Linked DNA regions of Sus scrofa: all the other regions are linked to region 1. The links are chromatin contacts, called in public Hi-C and HiChIP or PLAC-seq maps. All regions are on one chromosome and are shown on one strand. The core of a region is the stretch at or near the end of the contact, and the rest is flanking DNA. Distances in the headings are between cores, read along the strand shown. Region 1 overlaps LOC110255448 (a long non-coding RNA gene). Region 2 overlaps LOC102164776. Region 3 overlaps LOC102164776. Region 4 overlaps LOC102164776. Region 5 overlaps LOC102164776. Region 6 overlaps LOC102164776.

The links. Hi-C and Micro-C count contacts between places; a contact is called where the count stands out from the background. HiChIP or PLAC-seq counts read pairs in DNA pulled down with a chosen protein or histone mark.
Region 2: an H3K27ac HiChIP or PLAC-seq map of skeletal muscle shows a contact between it and region 1, with 9 times the contacts expected there. The contact joins two enhancer-like sites. A contact is called at or near these places in 1 of 47 Hi-C or Micro-C datasets (embryonic fibroblasts) and 1 of 2 datasets of contacts at active chromatin or transcription factors (skeletal muscle).
Region 3: a Hi-C map of skeletal muscle shows a contact between it and region 1, with 14 times the contacts expected there. The contact joins two enhancer-like sites. A contact is called at or near these places in 1 of 5 promoter capture datasets (liver), 24 of 47 Hi-C or Micro-C datasets (adipose tissue, alveolar macrophages, blood and 15 more) and 2 of 2 datasets of contacts at active chromatin or transcription factors (alveolar macrophages and skeletal muscle).
Region 4: a contact with region 1 is called in a Hi-C map of retroperitoneal adipose tissue, with 5 times the contacts expected there. The contact joins two enhancer-like sites. A contact is called at or near these places in 1 of 5 promoter capture datasets (liver), 22 of 47 Hi-C or Micro-C datasets (alveolar macrophages, brain, embryonic fibroblasts and 13 more) and 2 of 2 datasets of contacts at active chromatin or transcription factors (alveolar macrophages and skeletal muscle).
Region 5: a contact with region 1 is called in a Hi-C map of omental adipose tissue, with 1.7 times the contacts expected there. The contact joins two enhancer-like sites. A contact is called at or near these places in 8 of 47 Hi-C or Micro-C datasets (embryonic fibroblasts, fetal heart ventricle, heart right ventricle and 4 more) and 1 of 2 datasets of contacts at active chromatin or transcription factors (skeletal muscle).
Region 6: a contact with region 1 is called in a Hi-C map of skeletal muscle, with 4 times the contacts expected there. The contact joins two enhancer-like sites. A contact is called at or near these places in 5 of 47 Hi-C or Micro-C datasets (embryonic fibroblasts, liver, skeletal muscle and 1 more) and 1 of 2 datasets of contacts at active chromatin or transcription factors (skeletal muscle).

What each region holds. Positions count from the first base shown.
Region 1 is chr9:48,664,985-48,668,971 of Sscrofa11.1, forward strand. The region is part of intron 1 of LOC110255448 (a long non-coding RNA gene); the gene reads left to right. Among named protein-coding and RNA genes, the nearest start is that of SORL1, 230 kb to the left of the region's middle. Within about 2 kb of position 2,512, at least 58 of the 83 cell types and tissues checked have an H3K27ac peak or open chromatin away from gene starts, as enhancers often do. A contact at or near this core is called in adipose tissue, fetal liver, liver and 4 more, where this site is marked.
Region 2 is chr9:49,317,663-49,321,764 of Sscrofa11.1, forward strand. All of the region lies in intron 1 of LOC102164776, which reads right to left. Among named protein-coding and RNA genes, the nearest start is that of MIR100, 160 kb to the left of the region's middle. Within about 2 kb of position 1,964, at least 17 of the 83 cell types and tissues checked have an H3K27ac peak or open chromatin away from gene starts, as enhancers often do. A contact at or near this core is called in skeletal muscle, where this site is marked.
Region 3 is chr9:49,216,624-49,220,430 of Sscrofa11.1, forward strand. All of the region lies in intron 3 of LOC102164776, which reads right to left. Among named protein-coding and RNA genes, the nearest start is that of MIR100, 61 kb to the left of the region's middle. Within about 2 kb of position 2,453, at least 28 of the 83 cell types and tissues checked have an H3K27ac peak or open chromatin away from gene starts, as enhancers often do. A contact at or near this core is called in adipose tissue, fetal liver, liver and 2 more, where this site is marked.
Region 4 is chr9:49,501,182-49,505,293 of Sscrofa11.1, forward strand. The region is part of intron 1 of LOC102164776; the gene reads right to left. Among named protein-coding and RNA genes, the nearest start is that of UBASH3B, 130 kb to the right of the region's middle. Within about 2 kb of position 2,215, at least 2 of the 83 cell types and tissues checked have an H3K27ac peak or open chromatin away from gene starts, as enhancers often do. A contact at or near this core is called in retroperitoneal adipose tissue, where this site is marked.
Region 5 is chr9:49,290,914-49,295,080 of Sscrofa11.1, forward strand. It overlaps LOC102164776, which reads right to left. Exons shown (of 5, transcript XM_021063017.1): 2 at 1,020-1,119. Among named protein-coding and RNA genes, the nearest start is that of MIR100, 140 kb to the left of the region's middle. Within about 2 kb of position 2,633, at least 14 of the 83 cell types and tissues checked have an H3K27ac peak or open chromatin away from gene starts, as enhancers often do. A contact at or near this core is called in omental adipose tissue, retroperitoneal adipose tissue and skeletal muscle, where this site is marked.
Region 6 is chr9:49,369,137-49,372,833 of Sscrofa11.1, forward strand. All of the region lies in intron 1 of LOC102164776, which reads right to left. Among named protein-coding and RNA genes, the nearest start is that of MIR100, 210 kb to the left of the region's middle. Within about 2 kb of position 2,230, at least 9 of the 83 cell types and tissues checked have an H3K27ac peak or open chromatin away from gene starts, as enhancers often do. A contact at or near this core is called in skeletal muscle and subcutaneous adipose tissue, where this site is marked.

The DNA.
Region 1 (3,987 bases), core at 1,262-3,761:
AGAAGAATTCAAGGAAAAGAGTCCTGAAAAGAAATAGGGGCCCGTTGTCAGATTTCTTCAGTTTATAAAACAAAGAAAATTCATCAAAATTCTCCAGGGCAGATCAATATCCAACCAGACTAAAATAAAGTCTCATGTTCTAATCTCTTGTTGCAAAAACTAAAGTTGATTGTATTGCTTTGCATGGTTCCCCTGAACTAGAAACCTTCCCACCACCAGAGCAGGGGCAGCCTTGACTTGCAGGCAGCTTTGAGGATGAGTTTGGGTCCTAACAATTTAAGAACTTGGGTCCTACAGAAACAGATATGATTACCGGGATATAGCTAGTGCATGGCAAGGTCTGTGAGGACTGAGCTGGTTCTCGTTATTTGTTCAGCCGTGAAATGGGCATGAACCTTTTTCTGACTCATCCCTTAGATGGTAGTGTTGCTGAACTCAGGTCTACTCACCTACTGCACAACCAAGCCAGTTTACTGACACCGGGTTGTAGTGAAGGAAAGTACAGTGTTTATTTGCAGGGAACAAAGCAAGGAGAATAGCTCATGCTCATAAGATTCCCAGACCCAGAGAGAGGGCAGCTCTTTCTATATTTTTTTTTTGGGGGGGTGGGGGTGGGGGATAAAACAGAAGAATGGGAAAGATTTAGCCCTAATGGAGAAACTTGGTTTCCCTCTGAACTAGGGAGTTTATAGGTAAGGTGGGAAAAAATGAAGCAGATAGATGGATTCCAGTCATATTATCAGACTTTCCTCTTTTGGGAACCTCCAAAGTAGGCAGCAGAGGGCTGAGGGTGTGTTCAGTAGATGCATGTAAGGGAGGTAAAGAGACTTAGTGAGATCAGCAAGCCTGGATCTTTTCATTTGACCAAAGCTCTTTCTCCTGTAGGTTAAGCCCTCACAACCTGTATTTTGTTGGGAAGCTCTGTTCATATCTCAGAATTTTGCTTCTTGCTCAGGGATCATGCCTGGCTGTTGAGCTTAGGATCCACCTAATTCAGATTTGGGGTGATAGGATGCAGTTTGGATGGTCCCCTGACAGTGTTTTCCTCTGGCAATGAGCTCCCCAGGAACTGGAGAGAAGGATTTAAGACTATAGAAATGGAGGTCAAGGCTCAAGCAGGGTGACTGAAACTAGCCATTTAGGGAATTAGACTACACAAGGGATGATTGGGGGATTCAAACTTCTCAGAATTGCACCCAAACACTGAGAAAAGGTCAATTGAGGGTCTGGAATCCCCTCACTCTTTCTAAACTCACAGCTGTCATTATCACTTGACATTAAACATACATTTTCCTCTGACATATTTGTATTGTTTTTAAAACTTTATGACAAATAGTTGTGCTGAGTGAGTGCCGGGCACCTTGCAGGCAGGCAGTAAATATTTGCTGAACATTGAAAAAAGGCAGTGGCTTGGCTGTCAGGATGGCTCCTGTTCAGAACCCACCCCCAGCCCTCCATTCATAGGAGGCTGGGTGGATTTCACGTTCAAGGCTTAATCCACCCTGGCCTGTCGGGAATGATCTCTGTGACTATTGGAACATTCTCACACATGCAGAGTGAAAGCCACCATAACAGGCAAGAGGGAAGGCTGGGAGAAGTGCAGCTGGGAATTTTCCGAGAGACACGGTGCTGTTTCTTTGTTCTGGTAGATTTCAGCCAGAAAGAACAGCAAATTTTACTGTCTGCAAACCACCAACGAGCTACTCTCCTCCCCCTTTACCTCCTTCCTTCTCAACCTGGGAATTCATTTGCTGCCTCCCTCTCCTCCTCCTCCTCTGCCCCAGAGCAGTCCCCAGGGACAAAGCTCTTTGTTGTGAACACTCCGAGGCAATACGGAATTGCACAGTCCCCAGGGCAAAATCAGGGCTATCCTCCAAGGCGAGTGATCACCGGGGCAGAGACCCCCGCTCCCCCCACCTGTTGATCTCCCCTCCTCTTGGGGTGAGTGGCAACCTGCATTGTGCTTGGGACGCAGGCGCTTCTACACCAGGCTCAGCAGATGGCGCTGGTGAGCAAACCCAGCCCTTCCCTCCCTCGCCCCTCCCCACCGCCAGAGCCTTGCTGGTCTAAAGCGAAAACAGATGTTTTCATCATTTCTGGATCTGGCATGTGACTTGCAGTTCAGCAGTGTGCCGACATAACCCAGAGTTGTGCGTTCTCTTCATCCCCCACAAAATAAAAATTCTTCCTTGAACGAGCCTTTCTCCTAAGTGAGCCACTAACACATGATCTGTTCAATCCAAGGGCACATGTTTCATCCGGCTCCAAGTGCAACTGCCTTTGTAGCCAGCCTTGGCTCTGTAATTGGGAGGTTGTCTTTTTTTTTTTTTCCCCCCAGAGCAAAGCTAGGGCGGCCAGACCAGCTATCTTTACACCGAGGGCTGGGGAGAGGTGCTAGCTTTTTAAAATAACCCTGGTCTGGCTGGCTGCGGAACGTGTGTGCGTGGGAGCCAGTGCGTTCTGAACAAAACAGGAAGGCCGGGGCGGCGCGCCCTGTTCCCTGCGCCCACGGCAGGTGGCAGCATCGGCCTGGCCTGGCCTCTGCCGCTGGCCGCCCCAAAGCTGGGCCCTTTTACTTTCGGTGGCCTCAAAATTATTAGTTCCAGATGAGTTCTTGCAATTGTAATATTTGGTTTAACCCAATCTGCCCGATTGCGTCAGCACGCGTTCAAATACAGCCGTCTGAAGTCTAACCAGACATCAGAGGCATGTTTCAGGGGGTGTCAACATTCCTTACGCTTTGAAAGAATTAGGGGGAAAAAAAAAAAACCCACACACAAAAAAAACCCCCAGAGTTTGATTTATCCCCCAAACGAAAGAAGGGTTAGCTGCCTGGGGCTGAAGTGCTGAGAGGGATGGAACAGGGGAAATTCAGGGAAGGCGTAACAATAGAACTTGTGGGTCAGAGTCTGCTAGAATGGAACTGGATTTATTTGTTGAACTAGGAAAGGACCTCTGGGCTCTTTGAAGGTTAGAGCAAATAAGCAAAACTGGTGGGCATTTGGTTTTCTAAGAGAAGAGCCCTTCAAGTCACGTAGCTGCTATTGTGAGACACAAAACACATGCTATCTGCCTGTGGCTGGACCTCTGCTTGCACTTGGCCTGGTGGCTCAGGAAGGGGGCTGAGAGGAGGGGCCTGTATTTTAACACAAGGCTTTGACGGGTAGCCCCAGCCTCCATGCTAAGGACACAGATGGGGGTTTCCTAAAGCTATCAGCTGAAGGCCCCAGTTAGAAAACGCAGGACGTCCTGAAGGCTTCTGGCCAGGGGCCTCAAGTGTCTTGTAAACAGCCCTGCTGCAGTTGGTCACTGCCACACCCTGGTGCCTTGATAGCTGGGAAACCAGGCACCCGCTCTGGAGGTCTCAGGTTTTACAGCAGAGGCTGAAGGACTCTCAGATCTCAGGAGCAGAGTAGCCCCATGTGCTAAGGCAGCCAAGGAATCCTGCTCCAATCACTGGAACCGAAAGGGTGTCATGCTTTCCTTAGAGGAGAGGGAGTAACCTGGTATTAGGAGACAGCCGCCCTCATTCGCTCCCCGTCCCTCTGCCTGCACCCCACTTTTAAATCTGTTCAGATCCTTCAAGCCCCTCTCTCAAGGGGACAGAGAGATTCCAGCCGGCCGGCCCCGGGAGGCTGGCCGTTTCCCTGCAGGTCTCTGGCTCGACATGCTGCTGATCAAAAGCCGGCACCCGCCTGGCAGATGCTTCATGTCCTGCGTGTTGGGGGCTGGTGGCTAGTGCTGGCGTCAGGCAGGCAGGCTGATCGGCCATCTTGTTAGATGTGGTTGGGACCCTGCTCCCCTCCTGCCTGCTCCAGTGGCCACTGCGCTGCCCGGATTAGACCCAGGAGGGGTGATGGGACCTCCATACAGTTGGCTGAACACTTCCAGAATATTTAGGGGTCCAAGCTGCTGGTCATTTTTCTCTCAGTTTGAAAAATGCACAGATTGCTGGGGAGATGCTGATTGTCAGTGGTCAGAGCCACA
Region 2 (4,102 bases), core at 714-3,213, 650 kb after region 1:
AAGGAGAAGAGAAGACTGCTGCCTTAAAAGACTTGTGTCAAAACCAAACAAGGCAGACTCCGGCCAGAGAGCCAGGCGATTTTACCCTCTTCCTGGAGCTACTGCATGAGGTAAGCTTTGAAGGAAGGCGGGGAGGGCTGCAGAGACTTTACTGGGATTTCAGTATTATCCTCATTCAGAAGTCTCAGCTCTGGCTCCCAGTTAGGATCAAAGGGCTCCTTGCTCCTGGCTCCTAACAAGTTTTCATAAGAAACACAGGACCATGATGCCTGCCTCTCTGAGGGTGCCAGGAGCCTATCAAATCTGACATCACTGCTCAGAAGCTGTGGAAACAAAAGGCCAGACCCCTGCCCCCAAGCCAGTCATCTCACAGGGCCCAGCAGCAGCGAGGCCCCAGCACAGGGAGGTCTGAGCCTCCTGGGTGCATGGAGCATCCACCACTCCCCAGACTCAGCCCCAGCACAAAGGGCTCGGGGCTCTCGCCTGGCAGCACGGTGTGCCCTCTCCCAGACCCTTGTCACACTCTGACCTCCTTGGTCGGTGTGTGCTTCGTTGCCTCGTCTCACTTCAAAATGCTTCAACCGGCCCGGCACTGGAGCCCCACCCAGGCTTCCTTTTTAACATTTTCTCTCTCGAGTCCTGGACGAGTTTGCTGGTTGGTAGGTGTGATGCTTCCAAGTTATGAGGCGGCACCGCTCACCCAGTGTCACCTGTACGCAGCAGAAACATCCACGCAGCCTCCCCACACACAGGAAACTGCACTGTGGGTCCCAGGACAGTCCTCCTAGCCGCTCCCGCCTCCGGTTTGGAATTATTTGGACCTCTCTCATCCTTCTTAGTCCCTTCTCCAGCTTGTTCAGGCCCCACGAACCTACCACCCCAGTCAGAGTTCAAGGAAATCAATTCACTGATGAAGGAAGAAAGTATTTTGAGAGACGGATCCCCCACCCCCCGCCCACTCTGTGTAGCAGAAACTACAGCATAAATCACCAGAAAGGGTATGAAGGGGCGCTGAAAAGCCCTGTGAATGTCATAGTCCATTATGCACTTGGCCCGGAATAATGAGCCCTAATTTATTTTCGCCACATCACTCTTCAGTAGCGACGCCCTTCATCCCTCTGTGAAGATTTCACAATACTTTTTCTGTTGTTCTTGCTTTGCCTTTAAAACGGGGACTCCGGCTTATTCTCTACCTGCTGCGTAGCTACTCTACTCGAACCTTTCCCCCGGTGTAACCATCTGCCCCACTTGGCATTTTTCACCTCTTCCCACTACCTCCAGCTTAGCCTGCCTCTCTGGCTCATTCAGGGCTCTTTAATTTCTCCTCTGCCTTTCTGTCTGGTTGCTCGTGTTTGGGGGCAGACAATAGAGGTGATATAGGCCATTATTCATGAGTAGCTTCAAGGGTAACGTGAGAAATGCCTCATCTCCTGACCCCTCTTAGCATAAGAATTGCTGATAAAATTCTGAACTGAAAAAGAGAAGTTCTGAGAAAAATATCAGAGCTACTCTGGAGCAGCACTCTGGAGAAAGGAACTTGCAAGGAAGGGTGGAAAAGTCTTTAAAATTTTTTTTTAAGTAAAACAATGAAATTGTATAAAACACGGCTTACACAAAAAAGAAGAGTGACCATAATTAAGACAGTCAATTTTCCACCATCCCCACTAGCAGCTGGGAATGGCAACATACATTCCAAAATAACACAATCACATCCTGACAACCCGCAGCTCCATGGGCTCCTCTCCAGTCCTAGGAATCTGCAGGTCTTTCACAGGGAGCCCCGTGGACTCTCTCGTCTTCCCTCTCTCCATCTTTACTTGACTTAGCCTCTGAAGAGCAGTGACATGGCAGAAAGTGACCAGGAGGGAGGAGGAGGCCTCGATCAATTTCAGGCTGTCTCATCACTTCCTGGTGACTCATTCTGAGAAATGTGCAGACCCAGTGAAATGCCTGGAACTGTGATTCGTAGAGGAGCTTCATCCAACAATTATCATCATTCATGCAGTGAAAACTCCCTGGTCTCCACAAACACAGGCAGAGCCCAACAAGTTCTCACCACCTGTTCTCCCCAGGGACATCCGTGCCAGAGCTGAAGCTTCAGCCTGCACCCACGGTCCTGACACTGTAACCGACCAGGGACCTCTGTGGCTCCTGGGCACAATGCCTTTCTGTGTCCCCCATTTCTCGTTCCTGGGAAATGGGCCGCATTCAGCCTCCATGACTTTCCCTGCGTTCCAAGGGACAGGTTCCAACAGCTGCTGATCAGGGAAGGAAGGGAATGCAGAGACAAAGGAGGAATAGTCAAGAAACAATAGCACAGCCTTGGGGCGGGGTCCTGGTTCCCTCTCAAGGGATACACATAATAATATAGGTATTTTGGAGTTCCCATCATGGCGCAGCAGAAACGAATTTGACTAGGAACCATGAGGTTGCGGATTCAAACCCTGGCCTCACTCAGTGGGTTAAGGATCCAGTATTGCTGTGAGCTGTGATGTAGGTTGCAGACTTGGCTTGGATCTGGCATTGCTGTGGCACAGACCAGCAGCTGTAGTTCCAATTCGACCCCTAGAGCCTGGGAACCGCTTATATGCCGCAGGTGCGACCCTAAAAAAATAAATAAATAAAAATAATAATAATAATAATTTAGGCATCTTATCCTGTGTGTCTTTTAGAAATGAATACTTTAAAACAGAACAGCTGAGTCCTTCCTTATCCTTCTCCCTGTCTTAACTGCACCCTAAACACAACCACCCATAACCTAAAGATTAGGAACCCTGAGCACAATTGCCTGTGGGTTAAAGCTGATTAACATGTGATGTTTTTCAGGACTTTCCTAGTCTGTCCTAATCTCTCATCAATACGCCCGTCTTGCAAGTACTGTTATTCTAGGCAATAACCCAGAAAACCACCACCATGATCATGCTAAGATCTCCTGATTCCAGCTTTGACGACTAAGATTCCCCCAAAGAAAGAAGAATGCGTGTTTGTCCAATCCTGATACCTATCTGAAAACCCATTTTTCTCCTTTTTACTATAAAACTCCTTGCAATTCTTCCCAATGGGAGGCACAATCTTTAAGGCATTAGCCTGCTGTGGCCCCCTTTGCCTGGCAAAGCAATAAAGCTATCTTTCTCTCCTTCACCCAAAACTCTGTCGCCACGTTTATATTCAGCACTGGCGGACAGAGGCTGAATTCTGGCAACAACACTGCCCACTCATACTCTCTTTGTCATCCCTGGAGTCTCTCCAGAACACCAGACAGACTTTCCAAGTCCCCCAAGACTTCTCCCAGTGACGTCCAGGAAATAAAAATTCACCGTGGCTAAAAAGAACCATCATGAGCACCATTTTTCTCCCCTCGTGCATGACCTTATATGGCGATACCATGATGGCCAACCCTCCACTCTGCCACCCAAGCCAGAAGCCTAGGAGTCAACCCCACTTCCTCCTTCTAAATTAACTCTCCACACCCAGAAACTAATCCTCCCAAATATCCCCAGGAGAGCCCACCAGCCTGGGTCATTCCCCGAGGCCTCTGCTGTGGTTTTAATCCATACCCAAAGTTTCTCGGCCTAGATGGTAATAGGAATCTCAACCCTGCCTCCAGGTGGATACAGGCATCTTATCCTTAGCCACATAAGCACCAGAATACTCTCCTATAATAAGAGAGCATGATATTTTTTTGATTGTTCAAAATCAGGAGACGTTACCCTGCTTTCAAGGCCAAGGTGTATGCCCTTACCGTGGTATGCAGCCCCTCTGCAGTCTGACTGCTACCCTCTTCCTCAGACTCTCACGGGGCTCCAGTCATGTGGAGGTGCTTCATGTCCCCTCGCAATGCTTTCCTCCGTACACACCATCCTGTCTTTGCAATGTCCTCCCTTCCTCTGGTCTTTTGTCTAGTTAACACTCATCAAGTAGGACCCAAGCACATTTTTGCCAAATTCCCCTGGCACTTAAGCGCTTCCTTCTCTGTTCACACAAAAGCATCTTGCACTTGTTTTCACTATTTACTTAAAAGAATGTTTGTTTTTTATAGCTGTCTCACACACTAGATGTGAGCTCTCTGCATACAAAGACTGGGGCACGCTTCTATTTTAGC
Region 3 (3,807 bases), core at 1,203-3,702, 550 kb after region 1:
GCCCGGGAAGGGGGTGGAGGAGCAGCACAGAGCCTGGCACCAACCCGCCGCCGGCCCGCCTCGGGCGAGTGGGCGTGGAGGGCGCAGGTCCGCGGCCGTCCATGCAGCACCCTTTGTCCTTCCGCAGATTCCTTTCTCTGGTGGTCCAGGGCCCGGCGGCACCAGCTGCCACGGCTGGACCTGCGTGACCTCCCCGGAGGAGGCTGGGCACCCCCCACCCCCACCCCCCCTGATGCCAGCCCCAGAAGCAGGGTATCCAGTGGAAACAGATCATTGCTAACTGGCTTGCCATTTCAAAAGCACTTCTGGGAAAACCGCCTCTGAGAGGTTCCCACCCTGGGTATGTACTTGCTGTGGCACTGAAAAGAAGTCAAATTAACCCACGGTTACCACCCTTTATTCCTCAGGACCTAGGAAGCTGCTCCGTGTTCTTCAGCCTTGGCTTTCCCACCTGTACAATGGAGCCTGGTAAAACAATCTGCCGGAATTCAAAGAGCAGCTGTTGTGAGCGTTTCCAGGTAGCAGTTCATTCTCCCTGAGCAGGCAGGCAGGCAGGCCGGCCCCAGCCTTCCTCGCTGGGGCCTCCTGGATGGTACAGAGAATGCCCGGTCTAGAGTCCCCACGGACAGCCCCCAAATATGTCAAGTTTGATGCATCGAGGCCATGCTCGCTCTGCAGTGTGCTGAATTTTGGAGCAGGCTGCTCACGGGCCCATGACCCTTGGATGCAGAAGAAAATAAGTCCCCTCCTTTACCTTTTTCCTCCTCAAATGATGAAATGCTATCCCGATGACGTGTCAGATCAAACATGGAACAGAAAATGAGAAAATGGAGCCCCTTTTTGCCACCAAGATTGTAACACACGTCCTGCAGGACAATATTTTTCAGATGACTCAACTCAAAAGGGCTGAATGAAATTTCTATGGTCTGAAAGGGTTTCTACATCAATTAGTCTAGCTGTTCACTTTTCCTGACCTGCAGTGACTCCATTTTATTCACTGAGACATTTCTCACCTCAGTCCATGTACCATCTCCTCCAGGAAGCCCTCTCTGACTACACAGCTGGAGTCTGTGCCTCTTCATCATGTTCCCACAATGCCCCAGGCACGTCTCTCTCTTAGCGCTTGGGACATGACATTGAAGTTTGTTCAATGTCATTTGTCTCAAGTCTTCTTTGTGGTCAGGCACGTACTTTATCAGTCTTTTAAACTCCAGCTTCTAGTGCGGGGTTGGTGCAATGGAGGAGGAGAGTAAAGATTTGCTGAACTAAATGGATGTGTACCTATCATTGGAGAAGTTGCTGGCATAAACCCCCATGTGTCATTTATAAGAGTCTCCTGTAACCTTTGCACTCAGGAAGTTCTAACTCGTATCTGATCCCACATGCAGACATTATTTCTTTCAACCTCATGCAATAACAACTGGTAACTGTCTTCATTCTTATCAGAGCACCCTCAGAAATCACTGATGGGAGTTCCTACTGTGGCACAGCAGAAACGAATCCGACTAGTATCCATGAGGATACGGGTTTGATCCCTGGCCTCACTCAGTGGGTTGGGGATCTGGCATTACAGTAAGCTGTGGTGTAGGTCCCTCGGATCCTGTGTTGCTGTGGCGTAGGTTGGCGGCTGTACCTCTGATTCGACCCCTAGGCCTGGGAACACTCATATATCACAAGTACAGCCTTAAAAAAAAAAAAAATCACTGCTATCACTCATTTCTTTCTACCAAGTCAGCCTTCATTTTTTCAGGCTTAAATCAGGTATGAACTATCAGAACCCCAAATCTGACCATTTTAATTTTTAACAGATGACTAGAAAAGGACTTTCAAGAAGGATTTTGGCCAGAGAGAATGTATGCATTCAATAAGCTGCCGTGCAGCACCTACTCCGTGCCAGACTGTGCTGACAGAGAATAAACAGATGCCAAAATCCCAGGCCATCCAGAGATCTCTAACCTAGAATAGGGAATAAACAGGGGTACTTCATCTAACTAAGAAAAAGCAGCATTTTCCTTTATTTGCGGTGCCTCCATCAGAAGAATCACTCCATTTGGGGAGAATGTAAAAAAGTCCAGAGTGCTAAAAAGCACAACACATTTTACACTTCCTGAGTAGCTTGGGAGAAAACTAGTGGCCCAATCAGGGAACATGTTGGGAACACGTGGGAGAGCCCATGGAAGGATCAGTGCCCTGGGTATGTTGACATTGTGACAGAAGTCCATCTGCGTTTTTGTTGCTGGGCAGAGGCTGGCCTCCACTGACCACATATGCAGAAAGCTGGCAGGAGCCCCTGGTCACCAGCCCCCAAACTGGCAGCCTCCCCTCTCTGGCCAAGGAGCTCAGGGTCTGCGTGACTTGAGGCAATGTCATCTGGGGACACTTGGGATTCTGATCGGGTGAGCCAGTGGAGGCAGCGCAGATAAGACCGGGGCAGAAATCTGGCAGCCTAAATGACATCTGCTTCGTCTGAGGTTTTGGCTCTGGCTCCTCCTGGGAGCCTGGGGCTGGAGCCTGGGAAGGGTGCATTTGGAGCTGGTTACAGCAGGTGGCGCAGGAGAGCAGAAGCCAACCCTCTGTGGGGCCCAAGGAAAATGAAGGATTGATTCCGCCTCAGAGAGAGGCACTAGGGCCAAGAAAGGCAAAGGGGACCGACTGGTCTCTCCACATGGTGCCCAACATGGCATATTGCCCAGGTGACACACACAGCCAGATATGGACATGTCTCTGCTAAAGAAAAACCAAGATAGGTCCTCATAGGTCTGAGTAAAATCCTTGAATGGTCAGTACTTGCAGGAAGCATGATGCAAAGAAAAAGAAAAACAACATCTAGTATTCACTTAAAGGGCAAGATAAACACTCCTAGAGCTCAAAGACTCTGACCTATGGACGGCTGACGGGTAAAGTGTAAGTCCCCAAATAAACCTCCACCTCCACCACCACCACCGCCACCACCACCAAAACAAAACAAGAACAAAACCCCACTTAATCTTGTCAGTGGAGCTCTGGAAAGCAACATTTTTAAACAAGACACACAAAAAAGAAATTTATCTCCACTGAAAGCTGCCAGATGAAGCCACCTTCTTGATGTTCTTATCTCGGGGTAAGCTTGCCTCCAAAACACATACCCTCCCACATACACCCCAGGCTCCTCAGTTTCTCTGCCGCAAAGGGCAGAAAGCATGGTTCTACTTATTTATTTTATGCAGTGGCATAACTTGAAGAACTTTAATCAGGAAATTCTAAGCAGGGGATAAAAGTGTCACACAGAGGCTATAGGACAATCTCTCTCCTCTGAGAGATAACATTCAAAAGCAGTGAACTGCTGAGACTCGCCATAGAGAGTTTACCTCCTCTACTGAAGCAGTGTGGGCTGGCTCAGGGATAAGACTTAGGGAATGCAAGGAATTTTACTTATTTTTCCATTTGGTTTACTTTCGTTACTTCTCTTGTGGGGAAGCAATCCGAGATGCTTAAGGGCTGATGTTTTATAAATCAATTCTCTGTGTTTACTTACGTGCATATACATATATGCAAAATTGTGCACTGCTTGAAAAGCAAAACATTTGACATATTTGTTCTCCACCTTCTGCAAAAAGCAGGGTCTGCTCAACTAGTAAATGAGTCTGGGGTCTGTCCTACAATCTACTGCCTGCAATGGAATAGGGTTCACACCACAGATGTCTCAACAGCAGAAAGTCTCAGAGTATATATACTCCAGAAGGAGGAGGCAGATAGCGTTGTTTCACCCTCTGTGCCTTAGGACTTGCTCTGTTTAGCCTGGAATGTCCTTCCTCAACTCCAGTCTTC
Region 4 (4,112 bases), core at 965-3,464, 840 kb after region 1:
TGCTACCCAGGTGAAAAAAAAAAAAATGATAAAAACCTGAATTCAACCTGTACTAATATGTATACATTTAAGAAATAAAATCGACAGCCCTGGATAGCTAATTTGAAGCACATGGTCAAGGAGAGGTGGCAGTCTATAGACGACTCTGGCTTCTAACTTGGGTACTTAGGTGACCGTTTGTACTGCCAGTTACTGCTACACCCAGCACCATGGGTTGAGACTGGATTCGTCTGATGTTAATTTAAAACACCAGTGAAGATGAATGGTTAGTAATTACACACAAGTCAGCAGCTCTGAAGAAAGACTGAGCTTGGAGACATGAACCCAGCATCTAATAATTACCTTAAGAATATGAGAGATCCGTCTGGTATAGAACACAACCTGAGAAAGGAGAAGCCTAAAAACTGAACCCTGGCCTAACTAATATTTAAGATGATTTCCAATAGCTGAAGATAACCACTGAGCCCCTCCAAGGCCTTCTCTTTTCTGGAGTAAACAGTCACAGATCTTTCCACTGTCTCTGCTATTGCTTCCAAATATATTTTACCACTTTTTCCTCCTAAAATGGAGTGCTCTCAATGAACAATAATCCACAAACTAGGCACTGGCCAAAGCTGAGAATATCTGGATGCTCTAAGGGGCATGGATGGTAAATAGGTCAACAATATAGGTCTTCCTACTTTTATAACATTGATGTGTCACTGTGAAGCAACTGTCCAACCAACTCTCCCTCCATGATTAAATGTGAGGGGAAATGATGTGTTAACTTTGGGCCAAGGTTTTTATGAAGCAGAGGTCCCCTCTCCACTCTTCAAGCAAGATGCAAATGTCAATGAGGACAAGGCTTGGAGAACTATGGTATCCACCACATGGAAGGAACCCAGCACCTGGGTTTCCACCGTGGAGGAGAACACAAAATGTAGCTATCTGACTGGCCGAATGAGTTAGATTCAATTACGTTAAGCCACTGGGATTTGGATTTAGAAGGTTTTTTGTTTTTTAAACAGCAGCTATTACCCTAGTTATCATACATCTATTGAAACAGCATAATAAGTGACTTATTTCGAGAGGCGGGACACCATACCAATATTGTCACCTCAAACTCCCCATACTAGCAAACTAGGATTTTCCCTATTCTGCAATTATGCACTGCTTTTTAGATCCAATTTCAGAATTTTACATGCACCCCTATTAAATTTCATCTTCTCAGATATAGCTGATCTGAGTATTTTAGATATGCACTTGGAATTTTGATTTTTTCCAGTGTATTAACTATTTTATTCAATTCTCTACCATTTGCAAATTTAATCAAGGTTTCCATCTTTGAACCATTAATAAAAATAACTAAAGTGTTAGGCTTGGACTAACATTTCCAGAACTATTCTAACTGCATTCCTTGAGAGCTCTTCAGACTTTTCCCAACTTTGGTCTCCAAATGAAACCTCCTACTGGAGCACACCTGTATCATCCTACTCAACCCCTACTTTGAGTTTGCAGGACTTGAAAATGAGAAAATAGGAAGAAATAAAAGGATAAAAATAGGAGTTCCCTGGCAGCCTAGTGGTTAAGGGTCTGGCATTGTCACTGCTGTGGCCTGGCCCAGAACATCAGCATGCCCTGGGCATGGCCAAAAAGATAAAAATGGAATACAACCAGTAGGCATCTCATCTCCTTTCCGTCCTGCAGCCCAAGCTTTCCACCAGTCCCAAATCACCACTTTGGATGCCATGACATCCTAACTGGCCTCTCTGCTTAATCTTCTCTCACTGCCATTTATCCCAGATGCCTTTCTCATGGTTGTTTTCCTTAAAGTCCATCTGCTGATGTCACTCTCCTGCTCAAGAGTTCCAATGATTTCCTACTAAATCCAAATCCCCCCATTTTATGTAGGATGGCCTTTTTGACAAGGATCCCAGCCAACTACCCAATCTCAGTTTCCTCCAATCCATCATAAACTTGTCATTCACAAAATCTGTTAGGTGCTTCTGCAAGCCTCTGCCTTGTAAATATTGTTCTCTGGCTTGACCTGAGGTTTCCCCTCTTTTCCATCTTCCCCAGGAAGAATGACTGGCCTTCTCTGTGCTTTCACGTCTGGTCTGCTCAGCCTGTTTACAGATCCTTCTCCCTCCTTAAACCTGTAAACAAGCGTGTTGAGGACAGGACTGCTGCTTTCACCTGTTCCCCTTAACATAGTTTGCACTTCCCAGGTGGTGCTCAATAAATGTTGGTGGAAATAACGAGTGATGAGAGGGAAGCACAAAGGGTGAGTGAATCCAAAAGGTGGTAAAAGAGAAAAGACAGCGCTGACACGGAAATCAAAAAAGGCCATTTGTCAATGTTTGTGCTGTATAAGGTGAAACAACATGCACTAGTGCCCACCCTATCACCAGGCAGCTTTAAGAACCAACAATTTTTTCTTTACAGAATGACAGAGGGTCACCATATAGACACGGCTTTATTATTACGAGCCTTGGACCTATACTATTACACACAATAGACATCAGAAAAGTCTCTTGATACTTAAATACCAGTATACTTAAGCATGAAACTCCATATTTAATACTGGTTCTAAAATCACCATTCTCACACCCGGTCAGGTCAAATCATTATTGTTATTTATCATTGTTGTTTTAGTCACATAAAGCCTATCAACGAGAAATATCCAAACACCTAGAAGTAAACTAAAAAGAATAAATCCAGTAATTAGTCTGCGAGTACAAAGCAGGGTTGATTTCATTACATAATAGTTTCCAAAGGGAACAAGCTGTCTTCCTTTTGAATCTTGATTAAAGGTGTACATAGGAAGGGTATTCTACTCAATGCTCCTCGGGGATTTCTTTCCATGATTTGGTTTCCCTTGAGTAGTTGGTATGATTAACAGGGCTGGTTTCTTTCATAATTGTCCTGAAGCCCTTTGTGTTTTCAAACCGCTTTGTAATTGTTTTTCTTAGGATGTCCTTTAAAGTGAACCCATCAGGCAATGTTGTGGGGCAAGCTCAGTTTGGGGAGGCTGTGGTTGGCAAAGCCAGGAAAAGCCATAGAAAGTCTGCTTTAGTGTTCTTAGGGGGCTCTTTTCTAAATATTTTGATTTCCAAAATAATATTTTAAAAGACATCCAAAAAGAACAGCAAGTTTAGCTTTCCCTCTTTGGTCTCAGGATAGAGTTGCCAGATAAAACACAGGAAGTCCAGTTAAACTTGAATTTCAGATAAAGAGCAAATGGGTTTTTTAGCATAAGTATATCCCATCAACACGAGGAGTACTCTATTTTTATTGGCTAAATCTGGGAATCCTAATTTAGGAAGACAACACTTTTCATCCCAGAGCTTAACCTTTCTGGGTTGAAATTTCCTAATCTCCAAAAATAAAATGTTGTGCTGCACGACCTGTGACTTCTATTGCTAACCAGTCTGTGCTACCACATCTTCCCATCATCCAAGACTTAACTAGGAGTGTAATTCCAGTGTCATGGAAAGAGAGCTGCATTTGCACATCAAAACTACAATGGGGTATCACCTGGTACCAGTCAGAATGGCCATCATTAACATGTCTACAAATAACTAATGTTGGAGAGGGTGTGAAAAAGGTACCTTCCTCCACTGCTTGGAAGAGTATAAACTGGTGCAGCCACTATGGAAAACAGTAGGGAGGTTCCTCAGGAAACTAAGGATAGAGTTACCATATGATCCAGCAATCTCACTCCTGGCATACATCTGGACAAAACTATAATCTGAAAAGATTCATACACCCCAATGTTTATAGCAGTACTATTTACAACAGTCAAGACACAGAAGCCACCCAAATGTCCAAAGAAACAGATAAAGAAGGTACGATTATACACACACAGGAATATTACACAACCATAAAAAAGAGTGAAATAATGCCATGTGTAGCAACATGGACAGACCTAGAGATCATCAAGTCAGAAAGACAAATATTTTATCATTTATACATGGAATTAAAATATGACACAAATTACCTATGAAACAGAACAGACTTGTAGTTGCCAAGAGGGAAGGATGGATTCAGAGTTTGGATTGGCAGATACAAACTATTAAATATAGAACAGATAAAAAACAAGGTCCCACTATATAGCACAGGGAACTATATTC
Region 5 (4,167 bases), core at 1,383-3,882, 630 kb after region 1:
ACAGTGAATGTTACTCAGCCTCCACTGAAAGAAGGCAGTTCTGATACAAGCTCCAATAATGATGAGCCTTGAGGACTTATGCTAAGTAAAATAAGCCAGTCACACACACACCAAAACTGATACTGTATGATTCCAGCTCTATAAAGTACCTAGAATTCCTGCTGTCTATAGAGACAGAAAGTAGAGTGGTAGTTGGATGGGCTGGGGAGGGAGGAATGGGCAGCTACTGACCCACGGGTGCAGCGTTTCACTTCTGGGAGATGAAAACAGCTCTGCGGATGGATGGTGGCGATGGCTGAACAATGATGTGACTCTACTTAATGCCACTGGACGGGGCACTTAAAAATGGATGGATTAGCAATGGGATCCTGTTGTGTAGCCCTGGGAACTCTGTATAGTCACTTAGCATGGAACATGTAATGTGAGAAAAAAGAATATATACATGTATGTGTAACTGGGTCACCATGCTGTATAGCAGAAAAAATATATATATAAATAAAAGATTAAAAAAATGGTTAAGTCAGTATTTCTTTGGCTATGTGTACTTTACCAAGGTTAAAAATAACATACAGACACTGCAATCAGTAACCTCACCAAGACGTAACTTAAGTCTCTGGTTCCCCAGCTCACAAGAGACCACGCTCGGGGAAGGCCCTAGAGAAAGCGCACGGAGGACTGTGAAGATTCTGGGCAAGGACGGAACACTGAGAGAAGCAAGCGGGAGGCCGTGTTCAAGAAAGCTGGTCAACTGCGCAGCCCTTGCCGGTTTTTCTCGCAGACCCTAAGCTCCAGCAGAGGTTTATAAAACGGCTCAGGTGAAATTTCTCCATTAATAGACATCATTTTCAGCACCATCGTCACGGAAGAGACATTAGGACATGCTAAAAACTTCTCCATCGTTATCTTCTGCTTTTGACCCTTAAGAGGTTGTGTTTTGTGCCTTCAGACGGGGGTGATCTTTCTAGGGATCTGTAGTACATCTTAGAAACAAACTATTCAACTTGCTGGTGAGGACTTACCAGTTCATGTCTAAGGGATGGTCTAGGATCTTGGTTCCCTCCACGGGGCCTCGGTCCTGGAGAAGTGAGAACAGCAGGATGGGGAACACCAGCATCTTCGCTGAGAGGGGGGAAAAAAGGAAAGACACATTACCTGAGGCGAAGGTGAAAGAATCTCCCCAAAGTCCCACCATTTATAAATTTCATGAAACTCTGGGGTGCCCTTAAAAAGCCACACCTCTACCCACAGCACTTAGCAAGCTTCCTTTCTGTCTTCTTCAGGCTCAGAGCAGGGCTGAGCTGGGAATGTACAGAAATAAGACGCAATCCCTGTGTCTGCTAACTTGACATGTTCGAGAGTGAGAAAGCATTAGGCATGAATTACACTCTCAGAATAGAAGATATATTGTGGTTTTGCCTGGATGAACTAGAGGAAGCACAAGAATGCCCCTCACACCACCTTCAGGTGAGAAAGGTAAAGCTCAGAGAAACAGAAGGTTAACTAAGAAGCAAGCGCCATGCAGTGAATTTTGCCCCAAACACGTGTTCCCTGGTACCCAGCATCCTTCTCCCTAGATGCCCAGTCTCTGCCTGGACTTGGCTGGGGCCCAAAGCTGAGGCTGAAGGCATGGGATTCCCTCCCTTTCCAAGCCTGCTTGCCTCCCCCAAAGGAGACTCTCTGTTCCTTGGCTACAGAACATGCAGCCATACCTCTGCTCAGAAAGGCAAGCAGCCAGAGAGTGCGAATGGCAGACCCATCAGCCCCACTATCCAACCTGCAAGGCTGGCAGCGCTGTCTTCACAGATTAAATATGACACATCACGAGGATCCCGGGGCTCGGATACACCTCCCTGCCTGACAGGCTGGGTCAGCCTAATTCCCAGCCTGTCTCAGACACCCAAACAAATGGACACATGTTCCTTGATACAAACTTGTGTTTTTGTGTGTGTGTATAAATGTGTGTGTGTGTTTCAAAGCCTCCAGGCAACTGTGTGATCATCAATTAAATATTTAACAGATCTCCACTGACCTCTGAAAGGAAGGCATCCTCCGCCCGCTCTTGAAGGAGCAGCATCAGCTATTTTTAAAAGACAGCTTCAGAGTTCCTGTTGTGGTGCAGCGAAAACAAATCTGACTAGTATCCATGAGGATGTGGGTTCGATCCCTGGCCTCAATCAGTGTTGTGGGTTCGATCCCTGGCCTCAATCTGGTGTTGCCGTGAGCTGTGGCGTAGGCTGCCGACGTGGCTCAGATACTACGATGCTGTGGCTGTAGCGTAGGCCAGCACTGCAGGTCCAATTCGACCGCTGGCCTGGGAACTTCCATATGCCCTAAAAAGCCAAAAAATAAAAAACTGTAAAAAAGGAAGCTTCTCGCCGTCGCTGCTGTGGCATGAGTTCAATACCCAGCCTGGGAACTTCTATAAGGCGCTGCAGTGGCTGGGAGGAAAAACAAAACAAAACAAAACTATACACTACAACACAGCTTCTCTATCGGTCCGTGGAATGGATTTAAACCTCATTGAAGAGCCCTCACTGTCTTTTGTCCTGGATCCATCCTCCAGGCTGAATGAGGCTTTTAGAACCAGCAAGAACCAGATGGCCCTCCAAGAGCATTTCTGAATGTTTGGATCTGAGTCACTTGTACGCGGATGTCTTCACAAAATAGCAATCTGGGTAACAGCCTCCAGGCTGAGTCCAGCTTTCCAGACAGCCCATCTTTGCCCACAATTGAGAAGACAAGCACAATATTGTAGGGTTCCACCAAAATATTACAGCATTTATCTATATGTGTAGCATCAAATACAGGCAGAGTCCCTGCCGGGCCGTCACTACAATGTCAGTTCACCACGACTACATGTCCCTCCCCAATTATTTTTCTCATTCCCACTGTGGCTACAATTCCTCTCCGAGCCCAGGCATACAGCCAGCTTTGTGAATCAGCCAGCAGAGGGTACTACAATACTGGTGCAATAACCCAAATCACCGCCAAGTCAGAGCTGAAAGATTTGGACTAATCAAAATGGGCTCCAGTTTTACTATGTTCTGGGAGCTCTGAGCCAGAAAGAGGAGGGCGGTGGGATGGGAGAGATGGGAGCCAGTAACACACTGAGAGATGGGCTTTCTCTGGGGAAGGGGGTCCAGTGAAAAAAATTCAAGGGGAGGGGCAACCTAGTTCCAAAGGGGAAATGTGGGGGGGGGGAATAAACTAGGAGTTTGGGATTAACATATACACACTACTAAATATAGAACAGATAACCAAGAAGGACCCACTGTATAGCACAGGGAACTCTACTCAATATTCTGTATTAAACTATACGGGCAAAGAATCCAAGAATGGATATATGCACATGGAATAACCGAACCACTTTGCTGTACACCTGACACTAACACAACATTGTAAGGCAACTACATGCCAATAACATTTTAAAAATAAATACTGACCTCCTCCATTGAAAAAAGAAAGTCAACCCAGCACTAGGACTTGTCAGTATTTAGCCTAGAGAAAATTTATGTGTATACAAACACCTGTTTGTGGATATTTAAAGCATTTGTATTCACAACCACCCCGAACTGGGAACAATCCAAAGGTCCTTCTACTAGCAAAGGGATTAAACCATCCACACATTGGAAGATCACTCAGCAACTACAGAAGGACAGATTATGGATACATACAACAAAACGGATGAACTTCAAAGGTATCACATGAGTGAAAGAAGCCCTTCTCAAGAAGTTCCATTTGCCTGATTCCATTTGCATGACATATTCAAGGCCTCAGCATTGCCAGGGATTGGGGATGAGGACAGGGGATGACTGCAAAGGAAACAGCATGGAAGAATTTTTTGGAGTTGATGTCCCCGCTGTATATCCTATTTGGGTGATGATTCCATGATAAAATTCACAGAACTATACAAGCAAGTACAAGCTTCACTGTATGTTAATTAAAAAATAAATTGTGGAAAACAAGCAAATAAATAAAAAGTGGAGATCCTGTCATGGCTCAGCAGTAACAAATCCAACTACTATTCCTTGAGGACACAGGTTTGATCCCTGGCCCCACTCTGTGGGTTAAGGGTCTGGCATTGCCATGAGCTATGGTAGAGGTCACAGACGCAGCTTGGATCCCGAGTTGCTGTGGCTGTGCTGTAGGCCGGCAGCTACAGTTCCA
Region 6 (3,697 bases), core at 980-3,479, 700 kb after region 1:
TTGAAGAAAAGACTTGTGGCTGCCTGATGGGAGGGGGAGAGAGTGGGAGGGATTGGGAGTTTGGGCTTATCAGATACAACTTAGAATAGATTTACAAGGAGATCCTGCTGAGTAGCATTGAGAACTTTGTCTAGATACTCATGTTGCAACAGAACAAAGGGTGGGGGAAAAAATGTAATTGTAATGTATACATGTAAGGATAACTTGATCCCCTTGTTGTATAGTGGGGAAAAAAAAAATCGGCATAATGAATTTAAAAAAAAAAAATCCACCTTTAAAACCTTTACTCATCATCCACTGTCCCCAAGTCTGCTTCACACTGCTGCCTCGGCACACCTGTTTGGCCAATCTATACTTCAGGGCTCCAAGCCTTTACATGCAGCGTTTACTCAGCTAGACCCAACATGCTCAGAGGGAAATGGCCCTGTCCTGCGTTTCGTTGTGCAGCCCCAGGACTGTGGACTTTCACTCCTCCACACAGAGAATACTCAGTGAGAAATCACTGACTGGTCAGAATGGGCGGTGAGCTTTCTGTCTCTAAGGGGATCTTGGTAACATGATGCCGCATGGAGGCCCAGGAGCTTCAGAGCCCAGATACTCCATCACCATCAACAGCCCAGTCAGTGCTGTTCACAGGGCCAAGAAACACAAAAGGAATAACCCCGGACTAGCCGTTCTGTTTCATAGATTCCTCACATGCAAGGGGCCTACTGGCAGCACTTGAAGGCCACCCAAGATAACTGGATATGACTCATGAGCGTTGCTTCTCTCAAACACATCTGCCCAGGTGACCTCCCACCAGCCTCTCCTGGGACAGAGACCAAGGAGGCCCCTGCTTTTGTCTCGGCCCCTTGTACCGTTCAGCACAGTTTTTGAGTTTTCAATAAATATACCTGAGATGCTACTCATGGGATGCTAACTCACCAACACAACCATCCCAAGGAGCTGGGAGTTGAGCTAAGAGCTGACTGGGAATCCCAGTAAGAAGAGCTGGCACTTACTCTGACTGATGCAGAACACAAGCAACAATAAGAGCGTGCCCCGTTCAAAACTCTGCACAAAGCATCATCTCCTATAATCCTCACAAAAACCCTGTGCTAGGTGTCCCCATATGGGCAAAAAGAGACACAAAAAATCCCAGGAAAGTCCATGGGCTTTGTCACTACACCGTAAGGCACACATGAGGATTCGAAGCCAGCTCCCCAACGCCCTACGTGGGTGAAGCCCCTAACTTCTCCAGGCTGAGTGATCTCCTTCACGATGAGATTAACGGTATTTGAAGTTCCTGGCACTGCCACGACTCTCACCTTCCTGAATCATGGGACTCTTCTTGATTTATCCTTCCTACTCCAGGAGCCTCCACATAGGTTCAGCACGGTCTGCAATTTCAAACCCTGAACTGAGCAACTCCCATCCTCTCCGACCTTAGGCCACAAGTTCTTCAGCCTTTTAGGTTCATCATTTGTCAGAAGAAAATGTCAACACTGGTCTAATCTATTTTAATGGGTAGCACTGAAGGGAAGATAAAAGGAAAGATAAAGTTCCCTGAAAAGCTTTCAGAGACTTCTCCAATTCAGGAACAAATTAAGTTTGAGGAAATCATGGCACAAAATAACTGCCACTGCCCCAAAACCTCAAAGTGAACAGGGAAACTGGGTCCAAGATACAGAAACTGACCCCAGATGATCCCTACTGTTGCAGAGCTAGAGTCCTGGACTGGAGCTTGAGGGCTCCGTGTGCTGGTTCGAACTTAGTCACTGCTTTGGACAAGCCACTGGCCTTCACTCTGAAATAAGGATACGACACTAGCTGTCCCCAAGTGTCGTATGGGTAAGGTGTGGGCAGGATGCAAAAACACTCGGAGCATGTGAGAAAAGAAAACCTCTAAGAAGTCAATTATTTGCATTTTTAAAAATGTGATGTCAGACTTTTTCTCCCACTCACTTTCCCTTGTCACAGTCTAAATTTTATCCAGATGTGAACATGCAGAGGCCCGTCTTTGTTCTCTGCCTCTACACGTATGCTTTGGTTTTTCTTTGTGCCTCGAAAGGTTTCAGGGCTATTCTTTAAGACAGAGGTCATGAAAGGAGAGCAAGGCTGGGAAGGGGTGGGGAGTCAGAGAAAAGAGTTACAGAATGCTCCAGAATGTGTACCTCCCCTCACGATATAGACAGAGCTAGGACAGGGAAGGGGTCCCTGACTCCAGACAAATGCCCTCAGCCATGCAAAGCCTTCTAGGCAGCACTGTCCCAGAGCCCAGACTGCAAGTGGTGTGCATGTGCTCACACGCGCATGCATACACACACACACACGCTTTCATGGAGAACTGTGCTCTCCCATCACAGAAAGGATTTGTTGTTTCAATTAAACTCATCAAGATCTGCGCCACATGTTAGGGAAGAAAGGAAAAACGAAAATAAGACTGAATTACTTGGGCTATCTCCTTGGGGATCAATCTATATCAAATGAACCACCATTTATGCACCGGAGAAGCTTTTACTTGTGAAAATCAGAGGCAGGTGCAGAATCGCAGCCATGGTACTAAATCAAAGCCCTGGGAGCAGAAGGAAGTAGATTTAGATGCATCCGCTTAGCTCTTTTACTTATGTCTAAGTCAGAGGATGGCTAGCAGATCATAGCCCTGGCGGGATCTGGCCGCTCCTTCCTCATCTCCCCTGAGGTCTCTTCCCTCCCACTTTGCTCGCTGCTTCAGCTGCCCAGTAGGAACAGATGGACAGAAGTTAAAAGAGCAAGGTCAGCTCATCAGCCAAGTCTTCTTTCACATGCTGGCTATCCCACCTCTCTCATCCCTTTCTGGGACACAAAGATGGAGAATGAAGAGCAGAGGTGCTAATGCATTTGATTTCGTATGAAACTATGGTGTTTTCATTCACATCCCCTGAACATCTGACCAGTCTGATTTATACACTGATAATATGTGATGCTTTGTATTCCAGCAAATATTTAATCCCTCACTGATCAATAATCCTTGCCTGGCTGTTCTTTTTTGAAAAGAAATAAATCCCCCTTTTTACTCTTAAATTCTTGAATAAAATTAAACGGCTTTAGCCCAGGATGCACTGTTCCTACATGAAGCCATGTGGTTTCATAACCTCGGTCCTCAGATGTTTTCAAGGGGCCGCCTTTGCTAACTTGCTTTCTCGGAGATCCCAGCATCTCGCTAGTCTGAGTTTTCGGTGCCATCCATGAATACTATAAAGAGAGCACTTTAAAGTCTGATCTACTTTTTTGAATTAACAAGTAAAATTATTAATATAAACTAAATCAATGAGTATACAGCATGCAATATTTTTGCATTCGCGGATTTTCACCAAGAAGGTCTTAATTTAATTCTTCCATTACAAACCGTGTTTCTGCCTTTCTAAATACTATTTCCCTCCAAAACTACATTTGAAAAGGTCCACTCCTACACAGATTCTAAAATAAAATCTGTGCCCCTTTGCCCCTTTCTCAGCATAAGAGTTGAACCTTGCAAAAAAAACTCACATTAAATATAGAAAAAGACAGCTCTCCTCTCTCAGAAGGGGCTCACAGTGCAGCCCCAAAGCCCACCAAAAGTTCCAAAAACAACAGCAACGGAAAACAAACTCTCTTTCATCTTTGGCAGCAACAAAAGCAATAACTTTCACCAAACCAACCCACGCCAAGAATTAATATAACACAGAACACATTCACA